Linked DNA regions of Mus musculus: region 2 is linked to region 1. The links are chromatin contacts, called in public promoter capture Hi-C maps. All regions are on one chromosome and are shown on one strand. The core of a region is the stretch at or near the end of the contact, and the rest is flanking DNA. Distances in the headings are between cores, read along the strand shown.

Evidence for each region. Promoter capture Hi-C pulls out the DNA fragments that hold promoters and counts their contacts.
Region 2: a promoter capture Hi-C map of hippocampal neurons shows a contact between it and region 1, with 3 times the contacts expected there. The contact joins the enhancer-like site here to the promoter of Mrln in region 1. A contact is called at or near these places in 2 of 39 promoter capture datasets (the 3T3-L1 cell line and hippocampal neurons), 3 of 484 Hi-C or Micro-C datasets (all in embryonic stem cells) and 1 of 9 other capture datasets (pancreatic islet).

The regions. Positions count from the first base shown.
Region 1 is chr10:70,202,179-70,207,724 of GRCm38.p6, reverse strand. It overlaps Mrln (myoregulin), which reads right to left and starts at 3,061. Exons shown (of 3, transcript NM_001304739.1): 1 at 2,966-3,061.
Region 2 is chr10:70,821,733-70,828,195 of GRCm38.p6, reverse strand. No RefSeq gene overlaps it. Among named protein-coding and RNA genes, the nearest start is that of Gm40689, 5.8 kb to the left of the region's middle. Within about 2 kb of position 3,620, at least 20 of the 459 cell types and tissues checked have an H3K27ac peak or open chromatin away from gene starts, as enhancers often do.

The sequences.
Region 1 (5,546 bases), core at 1,812-4,311:
CATGTACCAATGTGTATGCATATGTGTATGCATGTGTGCATGTATGTGTGCATACACGTATGCATCCACATGTGTGTGCATGTATGCATACATATGTGTGCATGCATGTGTGCATGCATGTATGGAGGCCAGATGTTGATATCAGGTGGCTGGTCTTCCTCTTTCACTGTCCACCTTGATTTATTTTGGAAATACAGTCTCTTACTATGCCCAGAACTCACTGATTGGCTGGTCTGGCTGGCCTGTGATCTCCTAAGATCTGTTTCTTACCACAGGCTCTCTTATCACTATGGTTACAGGCATGCACCACCCACCACACAACTTTACATTTTAAAAAATTATGTGTATATGGGTGTTGGGTTTGGTGTGTCCTGCGTCGGCTCAGGGCCCTGCCCACTCGGGAGCAGGGACGTGGGAAGTTTTGACTGTGCTTACCCCATAGGTGTCAGGCTATGGGAAGCCACTGAACACCTCTCTGGGGATGGGGGAGTGCAGTCTGAGGGCCCTGGGGACCGCTGGAGCTGGCTCAGGGGTCCCCGGGCCCCTAGGGAGGCTGGAGCCATCTGGTTCTCAGGCTCTTCGACTGAGGGGGAAAGGGCAGGGTTGGGGGGGGTTCTGACTGGGTCCCTCGGGGAGAAGAGTCCTTGGCTTATCGGCGCGGGGGAGTGGGCATGTGTGGCTTGGTGGTCGTGGCTGGGAGTGCTGAGAGACCTTCCACAGGAGATTAGGCGGCCAGTTCTTTCAGAGAAAGCCTTCTCCATTGCTTCTCAGGGCGGATCCCAATGAAAAGAGGCGGACCATGGTTTTTAATAGATTTATGGACACGTTTTTATGGGGTTTCAAGCCTGTGCTCCACCAAGAACCAGGCTGCCTTCACGGTCCACTGCCACATATGGGTGTTCTGTCTACATGTATGTAGACATGTTAGTGTTCATGGAGGCCAGAAGAGGGCACTGGATCCCTGGAACTGAAATTACAGATGGTTATGAGCCACCACGTGGGTGTGTCAGGAACTGAACCCCAGTTTTCTGGAAGAGCAGCAAGTGATCTTAACCACTGAGCCATCTCTTCAGCCTCCCAAACTCAGGTTTTCTGTGGATGCTGGAGATATCAGCACAGGGCCTCACCCATGCGCATGCGCACCAAGCATTTTGCCACCATCGCCCTAACCCAGCAAGGTTTATCTTTATGCCATTTTTTTTCTAAACTCATTCAGCTATTATAAAGATTACAATACTCAGGTTGGGGTCCCCCAAGAGTTCTGAATCATGAAGAAGCCTGCTCTCTTATAGGAGTTACTCATAAAATCCCCACACTCTCCTGCCACATGAATGGCTTATGGGCTGTTCTGGCCTAGGGCCATGGCTGTACACAGCAGATATTCCACACACCTTTGCACAGTGTAGGCTTATAGAGGAAACCACACATCCCATCCTGGAGGCCCAGAGTCACACTGTGGAAAGCAAGTGTTCTCTGACAACCTTCCTTTCCAGTCTGTGTAAGCAAAGAGAGCCACAGAAGGGCACAAGAAAGGGAGAAAGGGGCATGCTGGGTATACCAGACTGGGGGGGGGGTCGGGGGTGGGACTGCCCCATCATCACAGATCCTAGCTATAGCCCTCCTCAAGTCTTGGGTGGTGAGCGAGATAGCACCTTCCCGTTCTCCCACAGCGGTGGCATGCACCATTCTGAAAACGAAGACGTTAAAGACTTTAAATGTGGCACAGTTTTATAGGAGCTTGTTTCTCAGACTAATATTTCCTATCGAGCATAGTGTTTGTAGGCTCTGCAACTGAACTTGAAATGGCAGATTATTCTCAAGATTAAGTCCATTGAATGAAGGATTTTTATAGATGACATTTAAATTTCTGTCAGTACTCACAGCCACTTATGTTACACTATTGTCAAATACCCAAACCGGTGCAAGATAGATAATAATTCATTTCACCAGTGAGGAAGCTGAGGTTCAGAGAGGCTGAGGCCCTGTGTACAGTCTTACAACCACTCTTACCCAGTCCACTTCTGTGTCTCTGGGATTCACTTTAATGCCTCTGTCAAGATTACACCGATGCTGGGCAGTGATGGCACACAGATGTAGTCGCTCCTAGCACTCAGGAAGCAGAGGCAGGTGGATCTCTGAATTTGAGGCCAGCCTGGTCTACAGACCGAGTTCCAGGACAGCCAGGGCTGCACAGGGAAACCCTGTCTCGCAAAACCAACCAAACAAAAAAAGTTTCTAAACAACAGCAAAAATAGTTTGTATCTAGACATGTACACATGCCCAGGAATGAGACTCACACAGCCAAAGCAGAGAGCTATGCTAATATATGGCCTTGAAGAGGGACTGGGATATCAAGTGTCAGTTTTGCCCAGGATGACTGGGCAAGGCATCTGGCTCTCTGAATTCCAGGGTCCTCCCTTGCCAGACAGAAAACACAGTGACCTACTTCTCAGGCCTCTGAGAAGTGACCATGTCAAAGAGGCTGCAGAGACAGGGCCGTTGGTTACAAAGCTAGTAAGCAATGCGATGGGTCCCTCTGCCCCAAACCCAGAACAGGGGATAACAACAGGGCACCATGCCTCCCCCCGCTCTCCCACTTTGATTCCTGTAAGTAAAAACTCCCTTTGAAAACACTGGGATTCTATCTGGAGAAGGAAACACAGGGAGATGGGTCAAGCTGCAAGCCCAGGGCTCAGCCGAGCAATTTATATCCAGCGTTATTAATCACCTGCTCCGCTTGCCGTGAGCCAAAACCAAAAAGAAAGGAGTAGGATTCTGACTCACTAATCTCCCTTATCATCAGCCTCGTAAAACTTGGAGGGATGTTGAAATGCAGGCAGTGGAAACCAGCTTGGGGAGTCAGCAACTTTTAGCCTTCATTATTTCTAATGAGAGGCAACAAGAGTTTCGTTCGCCTCTCCCTGTGTCAACACTACTTAAAAATATAAACGCAAGCAACACTTACTGTTCAGGGGTGCAACGGAGCCAAGTCCAAAGTCCTGGGAATGGCCGCCCTTCCTTTCAAAAACACCATCTGCTCTCCATGGACGAAAAGCTCACTGGGCTGTTATTAGTAACTGGCTCCGAGTGTTAGGCAGAAACCTGAGCCAGAATGTCATGGGGAGGAGGCAAGAGAAACTGACAGACACAGGTGGGATAGAGTCTAACAAAATATATTTACATTGAAGTCAAGCAAGCCGCTAGGCGGGGATGCCTTAAGTCCCCATGGTAGCTGTTCTAAACTATCAGCAAGCAACAACAAATCTCCTCCACTGTGAGAACATAGCCCCTTCTCTTCTGCACACTCCTTTTCTGCAGGGAGCTGGCTTTTAAAAACTGTTTTAGTTTTATTTCTGTGTGTGTGTGTCTGTGTGTGTAATGTCATGTGTATGTGTGTGGGGGGTGTCAGGGGTGTTTAAGGAGGGCAATAAGGAATATCAGGCCTGCTGGAGCTATAGTTACAGGTGGGTGACTACTTGTAAATTCTGGAAACTCAACCCAGGCCCTCTGTGAGAGCAATGTGTGGTCTTAACTGCTGAGCCACCTTTCTAGCCTGTTTGCTTGCCTGCCTTTCTTTCTTCTTTCTTTCTCTTTCTTTCTTTCCTTCTTTCTTTCTTTCTTCTTCCTTCCTTCCTTCCTTTCTTTCTTTCTTTCTTTCTTTTTCTTTTTTCTTTCCTTTTCTCTCTCTCTCTCTGCCTTTCCTTCCTTCTCTTCTGTCTGCCTTTCCTTCCTTCTTTCTTTCTTCCTTCCTTTATTTTCTTTCTTTTTTTCCTTTTCTCTCTCTCTCTCTCTCTGCCTTTCCTTCCTTCTCTTCTGTCTGCCTTTCCTTCCTTCTTTCTTTCTTCCTTCCTTTCTTTTCTCTTTCTTTCTTTCTTTCTTTCTTTCTTTCTTTCTTTTTCTCTCTTTCTTTCTTTCTCTTTTCTCTCTCTCTGCCTTTCCTTCCTTCTCTTCTATCTGCCCTTCCTTCCTTCCTTCCTTCTTTCCTTCCTTCCTTCCTTCCTTCCTTCCTTCCTTCCTTCCTTCCTTCCTTCCTTCTTTCTCTTCCTTTCTTCCTTTCTTTCTCTTTTAAGATTTATCTATTTATTTCATGGGAGTACGCTGTTGCTCTCTTCAGACACACCAGAAGAGAGCATCAGATATCGCTATACATGGTTGTGAGCCACCATGGGGTTGCTGGGAATTGAACTCGGGACCTCTGGAAGAACAGTCAGTGCTCTTAACCACTGAGCCATCTCTCCAGCCCACTTTCTGATATCTAAATATCTTTTTGTGTTTATGAATTTAACCTAGTCTATTTTGATTCTCCCGTTTTCAAAATATATCAATGAGTGGATTTTACAACATCTACTGTTGATTTTGTGTACGAGTCTGGGTGCAGTTGGGTGGGAGAGGGTGTGCAAGTTAAGGAATGCGTTTCATTCCTTAGAAGACTGTTTCTGAATGTGTGGGTCATGGCCCCTTTGGGGGAGGGTCATGTTTCAGATAACCTGCGTATCAGATATTTACATTGCAATTCATAACAGTAGCAAATTTACAGTCATGAAGGAGCAATAAAATAATTTTATGGTTGGAGGTTACCACAACATGAGACATTGTATTAAAAGGGTGGGGCATTAGGAAAGTTGAGAACCATTCTTTTAGACGCTGTCCACTACTTTTGAGACTACGTCTCTTACTGACCCGGGACCTGACCAGTGTCCCAGGATGGCTACAGAGTCTCAGCAATCCACATGTCTCTGCCTCCCCAGTGCTGGGAATACGCACACTGCTACCATCCCTGGCTTGTTCATGTGTATTCTAGAGACTGAACCTCAGGTCCCCAAGCTCACATTGCAAGCAATCCATTGACTCAGCCATCTCTCCAGCTCTGGTACGGATTGCTTGAAGTTTGTTTACTCTCCCACCAGGATCCCTAAACAATCTTAAAAGCCTATTAGAGTAGTTTAGGGGTGAGGGAAGTGAATCTTGCAAGGTGACACTGCATCTGCAGAGCAACCTGTAGAACTGATGTGGTCAGATGGAAACAGATAGGGTATGGCTTCTGGCTTGAGAGACTCTCTTCTGAAAATCTGTACTTCAAAAATGTCCAGATGGCCCCTCTAAGTCCCTCACTCACAGTGGATATCAGATCGTTCAGATCAACCCAAGTTCCACTGAACACAATTGTTTTCTTAAGTGTTAAAGAAGAACTTGCATTTACCTAACAGTTTCTGGAGTATGTTACTACACTGTGTCCATCTTTGGTGCAGTGCACATTAGCTGCCTTATTCTGAAGGTTCCAGTTGTCTATCCTAGCTCAGACCCCATAGATAGTGACTCTTCTGTTATCAATTTGACTGCACTTAGAGCAACCTAGAAAACACACTTCTGGGCATGGCTATGAGGGAGTCTCTAGAGAGGTTAAACTAAGGTGGAAAGAATCATACTTAACGTGAGAAATACCATAATGTGATAGTTTGTATATGCTTGGCCTAGGGAGTGGAAATATTAGGAAGTGTGGCCTTGTTGGAGTAGGTATATCACTGTGGGTGTAGGCTTAAGACCCT
Region 2 (6,463 bases), core at 2,371-4,870, 620 kb before region 1:
ACTTCAAAGTTAATGAGGTCAAGTTCTCCTTCCAGCACCTCTCTAGGAAGATTGTGGGCAGACTTCTCTCCAATAAGGGAGATTTTTATGACACCAACCTACTGACGGTGGCGAGGCAGTTCTTCCAGAAGTGAGTTTTGTAACTTGTTCACCAGTTGGTCTTTAAGGAATTTCTTTTTTCCTTTGAAAAATTAGAGCAGTAAGGGCCACATGTTGGTAGGCACAAAAATCATCCAACTGTAAAGGAATAAAAATACAGATTCACAACCGTCTTCCTCAGAGACTGTGCACAATTGACTTTCCGTGAGATTGGACAAATATATGTCTGTCTATCTATCTATCTATCTATCTATCTATCTATCTATCTATCTATCTATCTACCTACCTACCTACCTAATCTGGTCTATATTGTGTATGTATATATAAAATATTGTGATATAGCTGGGCAGTGGTGGCACATGCCTTTAATCCCAGCACTTGGGAGGCAGAGGCAGGCAGATTTCTGAGTTCGAGGCCAGTCTGGTCTGCAGAGTTAGTCCCAGGACACAGAGCTACACAGAGAAACCCTGTCTCAAAAAACCACCAAAACAACAACAAAAACAACAACATTGTGATATATATCACAAATATATATGTATATATCATAAATACATATTACAAATGTGTGTGTGTGTATCTCTTACTCTTGCCTTTTTGCTCCTGATCTGCCTTCTTGCCCCTCTCCCACTCCACGTGCTCATGACTAGCCTCTACCTCTCCCCCAACCCTCTCTCTGCCTTTCTCTGTCTCTACTACCCTCTCAACTCCCCTCTCTATGCCCTGAATAAACTCTATTCTACACTTAAAGGGGAAAAAAAAGAGCTGGTCTCCCTCCAGAAGATGATCTTGAGCCTGCAATGACTCTCCTGCCTCTGTCCTGGGCATGTACAACCTCACTTTGGTCAAAAGTAAGTATCTTTCTTTTACCCTAATTCAGGTAGGGTATTAGAATATCCGTTAAAAATTCAGTTAAGAAGATTAGGTATAGGGATTCTATGTGTTCTGGGGTGCCCTGTAGCTGATACTTATTAGTAAGGACATTGAACTTCAAAGTAGACATTCTGACAGAAAATAGAACTTGCTAGAAAACATCAGAGGAGAAATTATCTAACTTTGAAACGAGGCTTCTTTTCATTGCCTGTCTTTAAAGGACAACTTCTGTGGAATGACTCGCTTGAGAATTATCAGGGGCTAAGTGCGATAGCAGTCATTAATATTCTGGCCACAGATGCAATTTATTTCGTAAACACCAGACTCTATGAGTCGTGAAGTGCCTGATGTAATTGCATTCTGTAGAGTGGCTGTGTGACAGATCCCTGGGTGGCCATGTGGCTGTCTACTGCCAAGCGGTAAAGAGAAACTGTAACGCCTCTCAGAGAGACAGAGACAGAGACAGAGACAGAGACAGAGAGACAGAGAGAGAGAGACAGAGACAGAGACAAGAGACAGAGACAAAAGAGACAGAGACAAGAGAGACAGAGACAAAAGAAACAGAGACAAGAGAGACAGAGACAAGAGAGACAGAGACAAGTGAGACAGAGACAAGAGAGACAAAGACAAGAGAGACAGAGACAAGAGAGACAGAGATGGAGAGACAGGAAGTAGAGATGTTTCCATGTCCCTCTTCCTTCTGTCCTGTTTTATCAGACCTGCCCAGTTCTATCCTAGATCAAAGAGGAAAGGACGATCAGGGTGGCTTCCTTCTTGTTTCATGTTTCACTTAGGCTCCTGACTGAATCAGAAAATATTCCAGGTGATTTGGTGTGACAATATACACACTCTCTCACATATATGCAGAAATATACTGAGAGGAGAAAGAGGAAGTGATTGGATAAAGTGGGGGTGGGTACCTGTGGCGGGCTGTGCTGCTAAGAAATCAGGCCATGCAAAGGGTCTACTGTAAGGGGTTTAATGGGGGAGTGGGGAGAGGAACAGGTTGTCTGGGGGTGGGGACAAGAGAGAGACAGAGACAGACAGAGACGCTGGGAGAAGCATGCTGGGAGATCTGGCATGGCTGAGACCTTTTATGTGCTACACTTGATGCGTCTGACTATGGTGGTGGTGATGATGTAAGCTGTGCCCCCAGGTCCTCACTGCCGGTGGTGGAAATGCTTGATTGCTAACAGATTTGTGAGCCACCCGCACCAGACTATCACCTCTTTGTCTTTCTTGCCTTTTGCACCTTCCACAAACTTTAGCCTTTGTTTTGGTAGAAGACCGGATACATCGACCATTGCACCCATCCAAGAAAGGCTTAGTCCACCAAGAACATTTCCTTTTTTAATTTCATTTGCTGCATCTTGCTTTAGCTAAAAGCAAGATGGGGTAGCATTGTGGTCCTGGATAAAAAGATACAAATGAAAATGTTTCATACAGCTGCCTTTCATACCTTGCTAGCAGGGCACAGACTGCTGCTTGTCATGTACGATCTCTTGGCTGACTTGGACACAGGGGTGACTCTACAAGGCCCTATTGTAGGTGTAGGTCTCGGAGCCCCAGCAAGCCACTCAATTGTTATTTTGCTGGCATCCTGCTCTTTGCATGTGTTAAACGGTATTGCTCATTAGAGACTTGCTGATAGGACTTGTAACAAGCCAGAGGGAAGTAGGCCTTGCTGCTGCTTAATTTTGAGAAATTGATTAAGATGAATTTAAGATTATGCCCATCCTAGAGCAAAAATGAAATAGCTCATTATGACGAGAATAGACTGCTTGCTATCACTCAGATGGGGAGCAATTTAATGAGCACATTTATGTGCTGTTGAAGCCAACAGCTTCTTGGTATTTGCATTTTGTGTGGTGGTTTCAAAAAAAAAAAAAACGAAAAGAAAAAGTATCCCATGATAAAAAGGTAAGCATATGTTAACATAGTGAGCTTAAAAATGAAAATAATAATTGTGAACATTTTGATACATGTGTCTCCAGGTGGGTCTCTCTCCCTCTCCCTCTCCCTCTCCCTCTCCCTCTCCCTCTCCCTCTCCCTCTCCCTCTCCCTCTCCCTCTCCCTCTCCCTCTCCCTCTCCCTCTCTCTCTCTGTCACATTTTTGGTGGTATATTTTATATAATGCTCTGAATATCTCTTCATATTCATTACAAGGAAAACTTTTCATACATTTAAGTTGAATGTGTGCATAATGCAACTTGTATACACTGTACTTGAACTGGTCTTTCATAATTGGACATTGAGTTTATGTATAATGCCCTAATAGTCTTTATCTACCATCAGAGGTCATTAATATGTCTGTGGAAAATGCTGCATTTCCATAGTTAAATGAAAACACTAACTTACTTCTTCCCAAGAGTTGGCTATTGAACAAGAGCACAGGCCAGGGAGCTGTTTGTCTGGGAAAGACTTTTTGGCTATATTGGGGATGACCAACTCTTTCCAAAGTTGCTTCCACAGTTTAATTTAGGTCAGGGGATGAGAGACCAGGCCTGCCTCAGTGTTTTCTTCAGGGAGTGTAGAAGAAATGCAGGATAGGATTGGCCTGAAGCTCCAAATCCGGCACGCTGTGGCGATGATCAGTGTTGGGACTCAGCTGGGTGTAACATTGTTATCTTCAATGTTATTCATAGCTATGATTGAGTAATGTCACGGGGAGAGAAAGAGCCCATGGGGAACACATAGAGCTATGAAGCAATTACAGTTTGACCTAAAAATGCTTCGGAGGAAGAAACAGCACTGTCAACCTCTTACCCGGTTTGGCATCTTCTGACTATAGAGTTTGGTTGGGAGAGTTAGAAGTGAATTTTGGGTAGAGGGAAGGCCAGAGTATCCAAATGAAAATTTTCCTGTGGAAAAATGAATGAGTGTTTGATTCTGATTCTTCAACTCCCTGACCCAGCCAAAGGTTCAGTCTCACAAGACGGTGCTCACTTTAGAAGCAGGCATCAAGGAACTGCCTGACTGCTCATGCTCTGTCCAGCTTGGCTGTAAGTCTTGGGGGTTCACCAAAACTGGCCCTTTCATGATAAACAGATTTCCTGGAACAAGAGAATCAAGAAGTGTAGTATATTCAAAATGAAAAAAGCAACTGGGGGCGTGGGGTGTGTGTGTGGCAACTATTTAACATTTCCATATCAAAGACACTCTCCTTCAAAACAAAGATTGATGGCTGACTTTCCAACCAAAATGCCAAGTGCTAAAATTCAAAAGAATGATTAATATCTCTGAAGTGCTGGAAGAAGATGACTTCAGAATATACAGAAAGACAGAGAGTTGGCTTGTTAGGCAAAGCGCTTGTCAAACAAGCACGAGGGCCTAAGTTTGAGACCTAGTGCTCTTGAGGAAGCTGAGTGGAGCAGCGTGTGTCTATAGCCCCAGTGCTGTGGGGACAGAGACAGGTGCGTCACGTGAGCTTACTGACCATCCAATCTAGGCAAAGTGGTGAGCTCCTGATTCAATCAGAGTCTCGATCTCAAAAAGCAGGGTGGAAAGCAATTGAGAAAGGCCCTTACCTCTGGCCTCCACAGAGATATACACACATGTACATGCACACCTCTAAAAATAGACACAGACATAGACACATACACACACACACAGATACAGACACATACAGAGAGACAGATATACAGACAGACCCATGAAGCAACATAAGTGATAGGATGAGACAAACACAAGTGGGAGAACTCATTTGCTGAAGCTCTCTGCCAAAAGGAGGCCTGAAAGAATGTGTTGTGAAAAAAAGGGTGCAAGTAAATGACCCCAGATGGAAATAAAACAATAAAAAAGGAGAGAGGGAGAGAGAGAGAGAGAGAGAGAGAGAGAGAGAGAGAGAGAGAGAGAGAGGAAGGAAGGAAGGAAGGAAGGAAGGAAGGAAGGAAGGAAAAAAGAAAAAGGAAAGAAGAGGAAAAAATAGAAAAGGAAAGAGAAGAGAAGAGAAGAGAAGAGAAGACAAGACAAGACAAGACAAGACAAGACAAGACAAGACAAGACAAGACAAAACTTCCAGTGGGCATAGCTGGGGGAATCCCACTAGGTAACATTATAAAACCTTGTGTTGTTTGCAAACATGGAAGAAGTGATGATCCAGGAGCTCATAACAGGGCAGGCAGCACTGTCTGAGAACCAGTGAAGAGTGATTCATCTCAAAACACCTGAGAAGAGCACTCACCTCTATTAAGGGAGAAAGTGTACAGGCAACTTAAAACATGGGCCCGCCCCTGGGGATGTGGCCACTGAGGACTTGGCTGGTTGGTAGAGTGATGCCTGATCAATTGAGCATTGGGTCTGGGTGGAGTCCCCAGCACTGCATTAAGTGGATGTGATACCTGTAAGCCCAGCACGGGGGGGGGGGGGGGGCGCACGGGGGGGAGTAGACAAAGGATGATCAGGAGTCCATGGTGAAGCAACATAGCAATTAGTGGTCAGCTTGGGCTCTGTGAGGTCCTGTCTCCAAAAGAAGAGAAATGTAAACAGAAGAAAATGGAGTCAGAAGAATTAAAAGATAAAAATACAACACATAGATCATCTGAGGTTATATTGAACACAAAATGTTTCAGTAATGACACAAGGCATACATGAATTCAGTGGTCCAACTAAAACAACAAATTATTATGATATATACAGAAAAAAAATCAGGACCCTGTGATGTGTTTCTTACAAAAACCAGAGAACCAGAAACTATATGGAAAAAGATGCATTAATGCAAGTATAATCCAAAGATAGCTGACCTAACTGTTGTAAAAGAAAAGTGATTTTGAAGGCACAAATAAGGAGGTACTTCATAGTGAGGTAATACAATATGTAAAGCACACACTAATACACACACACACACACACACACACACACACAAAAGCATTGCATGATTTCTAGTACAACCTCTGTGATAAGGAGAACAGATGACTCAGCAGTTAAGAGTACTGACTGTTCTTCCAGTGGTCATGAGTTCAATCCCCAGTAACTACGTGGTAGTTCACAGCCATCTATAATGGGATTCAAGGTCCTCTTCTGGTGTGTCTGAAGACAGCTACAGTGTACTCATATACATAAAATAAATAGAGAGAGAGAGAGAGAGAGAGAGAGAGAGAAACAGGTTAAACATGAACAAAAATGTAGGCAGTTTGAGAAACATACTGTGAAAATTAGCCTGATTGCCTCTCATAGACCCGGCATCACTAAAATAAACAAAAGCATTCCTTTCAAGCAAATGGGATACTTGCCAGATGTGATGGATAACTGTATCCATTTGATGCAATCTAGAATCACCATGGCAATGGACCTCCATCTATGACAGAGTGCCTAAACCAGGCTAATCGAGGTGGGAAGACCCACTCTGAATAAGGGCAGCATTTCATGGGCTGGGGTCCTGAGCTGTAAGAAAAGGAGGGGGTGGGCCAGGCTCCGGGCATTGGCACCTGACCTCTGCTGTCCAGACTATCTGACTCTCTCCTGTGAGGCTCTACATGACTCCTGTTCTCCTCAT